Linked DNA regions of Salmo salar: region 2 is linked to region 1. Evidence: chromatin contacts called from public Hi-C data. All regions are on one chromosome and are shown on one strand. The core of a region is the stretch at or near the end of the contact, and the rest is flanking DNA. Distances in the headings are between cores, read along the strand shown.

Region 1 (3,622 bases), core at 349-2,848:
CATTCATTGGCCAAAGCATAGATATAGACAAGTGGAAACTTTTAGTGCATCTCACCAAGCAGTCTACTCACCACTCATCAAAGGGTTGGAGAGAAAAACAACGGATCCAGTCTGGGTAGCATTGTTCCTCGGGTTGTCACTGCTGTGTCCTGTAGCCGGTCTCATTGTTGACCTATAGAGTTCCCCAAATCAGACGGCAGTCTAGTAGTCTGTCTTGCATCATTGGTTTTGTAACATCAGCAACTGGACTTTGACCTGTCGCTGGTGTCAACACTTATCTGTACCGTCTGTTCCTGAACTGTTTTTGGATGATTTCGACATCACATCCCAACTTAAAGCCTGTGATGTCATTTCCCCTCAGCTTCAGTCTGCCCTGCAGGAAGTGGTTTTGAATGCATTGCTGGGCTTGTTTTTACAGTGCATATCGTGTTCATTAGACCCAATTGTGGGCAGAGAGAGTGAGTAGAATCCTGTTGAGCAGATCTGTAACTTGACACTGTCATCACAGACAGTTCACACCCATCACCTCCAGCTAAAGAGGGAGGGTTAGAGGGAAGGAGGAGGCTTGAGTAAGAAAGATAGAGGGGGGGGGGGGGCTGGAAAGATACATAGGAGATGTGCAGGTACACACTTGTTTTTGTAGTTTGGGTAATGTGTCAACATCCTGACTGACACTTTTCCCTTGGATACAAACTGTAAAGCCATGCTTTAAGTGGAGGACTTTTCCATGCCTGGTTATTCATCAGCTGTAGTCAGAGTTTACATGCAAGTTTCCAAATATCCAATCAATTTTTGGAAAGAAATTCAGTTCAAAAAGCTGGCTGGATAGGCTTATAAATACCTAAACTTTACAAGGAGAAATTCCAGGCTCACAGAGTTATTTGCCAGAAACCAATTTATGCTCCCTACTTTTTCCATTTGGAGGATAAGCTGTTGTTTTACAGAGGAAACACGCCAGAAAGACTTACTTACTTACTTACTGCATTGTCTGGCATAGATAAACTAGCATCCGGTTCGCCATGAGAATAAACTAATTATCCACATAAGTTAGTTGATTTTTAAATACCCCAGAATTGCTACCCCACATTAACATTATCGAGGCAAACATTTGACAGTGAGAAAACACGGCAAGGCACTCCTTAGCATGCACATTTTGTGACATACATTCTTCATGGATGCAACGTGATTCTCCAATGAAAACATTCTCTACGTAAGTTATTTTATCCACCACCAGATGTCAGTAGCAGATAGGTTTGTTCATTGAGAGAGAAGGAAAGAGAAGAGAGAGAAATTCAAAAAATTCTAAATCATAATAGCCTACAATTCACTATCATGTTGATATAATCCCTGCCACTGTAAACCTAAAACACACGTTACTTTGTGCCTTGTCAGAGAAGGTGCATGGATTAGAATACCACTGTATAAACCCACTGAATGTCCTCTCTGTAATCAATGCATATTCATAGCTCCATTGATCCACAAATCATTTGTACAACGGTTCACCTGCTTTTCTGGTTCTTAGAGCTGGAATGTAGCAGCTCCTCCAGCTACTCAGGTCAGGTGCTGCACAGTGGGCTATCAGTAGGCTATTCATAAATGATCTGTCTGGACAGGGTATGGCTTAGTAACTTTGTTACTCTATTTCAAATTCCTAATGTAGCCTAGCTACATTCAAACCACTCCAAACAACTGCATAGTATCAGATGTTCTTGTACAATTGGTAAAAAAGTTTGCATACTGTGCATTTCATATTTTCCACTAGGACTACAGCATCTGCTATTTATTAAAGGTATGATTCAGTATTTTCCTGAACACACATTTATACACTTAATTTCCACGTTTTCTCACACTCATAATGCAATTTATACTTAATATTATAGAGGCATGGACAATTTTGTGGAAACATTTAACTTAACAAAAAGGAGCCTAAGCCTTTTTACTACAAATGTTGAGCAACATTCTTATGTGGCCTCTTACCAATGTGGGGCAGTTAAACCCTGACTGGAAGGATTAAATAGAAGCACATGATGAACCAACCCGTGATTTTCACTTGAAACAGACCTCATGCCACGGACTAAATTTATGAATTTAACTTTCCTTTCTCCCCTGACGCCGTAGCCTGCTTCTTTCCATCGAGTCCATGATGGCATCCCCAAGGCTGGAGACGTTCTGCTGCCCAAACCGAGACGCATCGACCGAATTTGTCATTACTTTTCAGCCCCTCTTCTTTGGCGCCATTTGCATCGGTAGCGCAAGTTTAAGTTTGATATTTTCTATTTTACAAATGTTGCCCAAACGTAGGGGTTACAGGCGCCTTGGACAGTACCCTCTTCCCAAACCAGCTTCTTCGTCGAGAATATTGTTTATCATCAGCATATGTGATATACTGGGATGTGCAGGTAAGGCTATATCCCGTTACTTTTCATCAACACCTTGCGCGTCACTGTCGATACCATGGAGAATTTAATCAAAGTTGTAGGCGTACACCACGTTTGCAATTGTGTCCCTCTACTTTATTGTACAATTTTAGATTGTTTATCATAGCTTATGACGGAACCAGATATTGTAGCTAGTGAAATACAATTTATGCATTAGGCATTTTGCAGGCCAATAGGTCTCACATATCATCAGTCAAAGAATGGATTGTTAGCCTACTAGCTTGATTTTATAACAGGCCTGGGGGTCTCACTGCAATCATTACACAAGGACTGAGAGGAGAATGTGTATGTGGAGGAGCAACGGATACACACACAATTGTGATTGTGATACAGCCTGGAATCGAACCAGGGTCTGTAGTAACGCCTCTAGCACTGATATGCAGTGCCACTCGGGAGCCCCCCTCATTGACATCCTGTAAAACAGATCTTTATAAGATGGTCAGATGTTTTGAGAGGTCTTGTTGTGTTTGTCTCCTCCAGGTATCATAGTGAGGTCATCCATCTGGCTGGGCCTGCCCAACCTTGTCAGAGGGATCAATGTGGCCAACAACAGCGACATGTGGCCAGAGGTGTTCTGTGTTGGCAGTGCAGTATGTATGATAGATGTTTTCTTGACCATGTGACCTAACCAAGAAAACCGTCTGACCTAGCAGAGGAGACAAATTTGAGCTCAGCAAATATACAGTACTGGGAGTAACAGGCTACCAGATGATATGATCTTACATTTGAAACAGTCACTTGCATGACAAAATGGTGGTTAAAGGGATACTTTGGGATTTTGGCAATGGCGCCCTTTATCTACTTTTCCAGAGTCAGATGAACTTGTGGATACCATTTTTATGTCTCTGTGTCCAGTATGAAGGAAGTTAGAAGTAGCATGCTAGCAGATACCCATAGACTTCCAGTCATTGTGCTAACGCTAGTTAGCATTGCCTCGTGAAACTACCTCTAACTTCCTTCATACCTAAAGCTTAAAGAAGTTATAACAACCATCTCACTGCACACAGCAGAGGGTGTTGAGGAGAGTCAGGCGTGTTGAACCAACACCTTTATTTAGAGCAGGTATGCGCAATGGCGTTGGGGGTGCGCCAAATAAAAATGTGATTCACAATATTTACATTATTTTCAAACAGTCCATTTATATTTTCCAACGGGGCTATACATTTGGGGGAGGTTGTTTTCTC
Region 2 (3,622 bases), core at 820-3,319, 47 kb before region 1:
CTAGGGGCCAAAAACCTGGTAGAACTACACCATCCGTCTTAGCAGACACCTTTAGTCAAACAGCCTGGGATGATGACTCATAAGAAAGCTGCTGTTTGAGCACACATAGTAACTGTACTACATTTGGTCAAGACAAGACAATATCCAAGATGGGTTTATTTTATAGCATCTTACAGAAAACATAGCTGAGCCATAAAGGGAAGAGACACAAAGCATTCTCAGCTACTAACCAGGGAGGCAGGTGTAGACCTTTGCCATCCCGTTACCTCCTAAAGTTTCATTCTGAACACACAGTGTTTCACACTTCAGATCAGAGTAAGAAGTCCGTCTCTCCCAGTGGGCACAGCAGCAGCAGCGTTTCACAGGCTGCCGGTCTGAGGGGAGAGAGGAGTAGCTATTACACACAGATTAGAGGTGTGAAGCACAGAAGGTGGTCCAAGGGAGACATGCATTCACACGCGCACACATTCATACAGTGCCTTCAGAACGTATTCACACAACTCAACTTTTTCCACATTTTGCTGTGCTACAGCCTGAATTTGAAAGGGACTAAACATATATGTCACTGGCCCACAGACACTACCCCATAATGTCAAAGTGGAATATTGTTTAGACGTTTAAAAAAAAAAGTATTTTACCAAATAATTAAAAACAAAAAAGGAGAATAAGTACTTATTCAACCTCTTATGGCAAACCTAAATAAGTTCAGGAATAAAAACTAGCTTAAGTCATAAGTTGTATGGACTCACTGTGTGTAATAATAGTGTTTAACATGATTTTTTAATGACTACCTCATCTCTGTACCCCACACATACAGATAATTGTAATGTCCCTCAGTCGAGCAGTGAATTTCAAACTAAGACCACGGATGTTTTCCAATGTCTCACAAACAAAAAAAGCAGACATTGAATCTCCCTTTGAGCAGGGTGAAGTTATTACACTTTGGAGGGTGTATCAATACACCCAGTCACTACAAAGATACAGGCATCCTTCCTAACTCAGTTGCTGGAGAGGAAGGAAACAGCTCAGGGATTTCACCATGAGGCCAATGGTAACTTTAAAACAGTTACAGAGTTTAAATGGCTGAGGATGGATCAACAACATTGTAGTTACTCCACAATACTAACATAATTGACAGCGTGAAAAGGAAGATGGTACAGAATACAAATATTGCAATAAGGCACTAAAGTATTACTGGAAAAAAGTGGCAAAACAATTCAGTTTTTGTCCTGAATACAGTGTCATGTTTGGGGCAAATCCAATACAACATTACTGAGTACCACTCTCCATATTTTCAAGCATAGTGGTGGCTGCATCATGTTATGGGTATGCTTGTAATCATTAAGGACAAGGGAGTTCAGGACAAAAAAAGAAAACGGAGTTAAGCACAGCCAATATTATACAGGAAAGCCTGGTTCAGTGTGCTGTACCACTGGGAGATGAATTGACCTTTCAGAAGGACAGTAACCTAAAACACAAGGGCAAATCTACACGAGTTGCATACCAAGAAGACAGCAAATGATCCTGAGTGGGTGAGTTACAGTTTTGACTTAAATCTGCTTGAAAATCTGTTAAGACTTGAAAATTGTCTAGCAATGACCTACAACACATTTGACAGAGCTTGAAGCATTTTGAAAATAATGGGCAATAATTGTACAATCCAGATGTGCAAATCTCTTAGAGACCTAGCCAGACTCAAAGCTGTAATTACTGCCAAAGGTTATTCTAACATGCATTGACTCAGGGGTGTGAATTCTTATGTTAGTGAGAAACATTTGAAATATATTTTTTAAACTGTCATTATGGGGTATTGTGTTTAGATGGATGAGATGTTTATTTTGTCCATTTTAAATTCAGGCTCTAACCACAAAAAATAATAATCACAAAGGGGTGTGAATACTTTCTGAAGGCACTGTATGCTGCTGTTCTGCTACTTCAGTAGAAATAAAGCACCATTGGTTTTGAGGTGCTAATAAAAGGAAGTGAAACTATTTACTTGTTGTGAAGCGCCATAACCGACTAGGCTGAGCCCCTTCTCGAAACAGAAACTACTGTAGAGAGCAATGCTCCACCCCATCAATGCTGACTTAAATGAAGAACAAGCTTGAAGAATTTAAATAACAATAAAATGGGCAGATATTGTACATACCAGGTGTGGAAAGCTCTTAGAGACTTACGCAGAGAGACTCACAGATATAGTCACTGCCAAAGGTGATTCTAACATGTATTGAGTAAGAGAGATACTTAGGTAAATTAGATTTCTGTATTTCATTTAATACATTTGAAACAATTTCTCAGAACATTTTCACTTTGTCATTATAGAGTATTGTGTGTAGATGGATGAAACAAAACATATATTTAATCAATTTTGAATTCAGGCTGTAACAAAATGTGGAATAAGTCGAGGCGTATGAATACTTTTTTTAATGGACCGTACATCTGAGGAACTATAGGTACAGGCAGGTTTACAGTATGAGAGATTAACATAATAATTACAGTAACCTACAGGGTGAATTGCATCTCAGGTTTGTAACTTCTCATTACTAATGACAATGCATAAGGTAGCACTCAGTTCAACATGGCATAAGACAGTGATCATCTGGACTGAATCTCAACATTTCATTGATAAAAGGAACATACAGAATATTAGAAACCAAAAGAAGGTAACCATACAATCCTGTAGAAGACATAGAAATAAAAAGGAACTACACTGCACTGTGGCCAGTTTATTAGGTACACCACCCCATTCACAAAAATGGTCCGCTCCTACAGACAGTGAGTCACGTGCGCAGTACAACGGCATCTCGGAATGCACAACTCGTCGGTCCTCTTCACAGATGGGCCATTGCAGCAGACGACCACACCGGGTTCCTCTCCGATCATCTAAGAACAAGAAGTGGCTCCAGTGGGCACTCGATCAACACTGGACAACTGAAGAGTGGAAGAACATTGCCTGGTCCGACTAATCCCGGTTCCTGTGGCGTCATGCTGATGGCAGGGTCAGGATTTGGCGTAAATAGCATGAGTCCATGGTCCCATCCTGCCTGGTGTCAACGGTACAGGCTGGTGGCGGTGGTATAATGGTGTGGGGAATGTTTTCCTGGCACCCGTTATGTCCCTTGATACCAATTGAGCTACGTTCCCATGAACCGAAGAATTTGGGCTGGCCACTGAGTGTGCATGTCAATGCATTGCAAGGCTAAATTAGTGTCTGTGTCTCTAGGAGGGCAGCTACATCTCCTTCCAGCTGTACCTGGGTTAGGCTCTGGGTCAATCTGCGATAGCGCTCCACGCCCACCAGGGGGCTCAACAGCCTCCTGCTCCTCTCCCTGTCCCGCTGCCACTCCTCCCTGCACCTCTGGAGTCCCTCAGCAGAGCCTGGATCAGGGGGCTCCATCTTCTTCACTCCACTGCTCTTCTTCCCCTCCTCCATCTCCTCTTCCTCGCCATGGAGCAAAGACGACATGCCCTGTTTGAGTGACAGTACCTCTTTCTCCAGGGAATGGGCCAGTCGTGGTGCCGTCCTGTCTCCTCCCCGCTGTCTGAGGGGCAGGATGGAGCAGGATGCTGGCAGGAAACCAAACAGGGAGTCGAGGAACTGCAGCACCTTGAACTGGCTACA

The links. Hi-C and Micro-C count contacts between places; a contact is called where the count stands out from the background.
Region 2: a Hi-C map of blood shows a contact between it and region 1, with 2.5 times the contacts expected there. The contact joins the enhancer-like site here to the promoter of LOC106582099 in region 1. A contact is called at or near these places in 2 of 3 Hi-C or Micro-C datasets (blood and muscle).

The regions. Positions count from the first base shown.
Region 1 is chrssa21:29,486,765-29,490,386 of Ssal_v3.1, reverse strand. LOC106582099 (G-protein coupled receptor 143) reads left to right here and starts at 1,598. Exons shown (of 10, transcript XM_014164843.2): 1 at 1,598-1,789; 2 at 2,119-2,399; 3 at 2,919-3,028. The coding sequence starts at 2,141. LOC106582097 (ankyrin repeat and SOCS box protein 9) reads right to left here and starts at 453. Exons shown (of 7, transcript XM_014164840.2): 1 at 72-453. The coding sequence starts at 165.
Region 2 is chrssa21:29,534,513-29,538,134 of Ssal_v3.1, reverse strand. It overlaps fancb (FA complementation group B), which reads right to left. Exons shown (of 9, transcript XM_045704656.1): 9 at 2,410-3,617. The coding sequence ends at 3,200. Among protein-coding and RNA genes, the nearest start is that of fancb, 8.5 kb to the right of the region's middle. Within about 2 kb of position 2,069, at least 3 of the 13 cell types and tissues checked have an H3K27ac peak or open chromatin away from gene starts, as enhancers often do.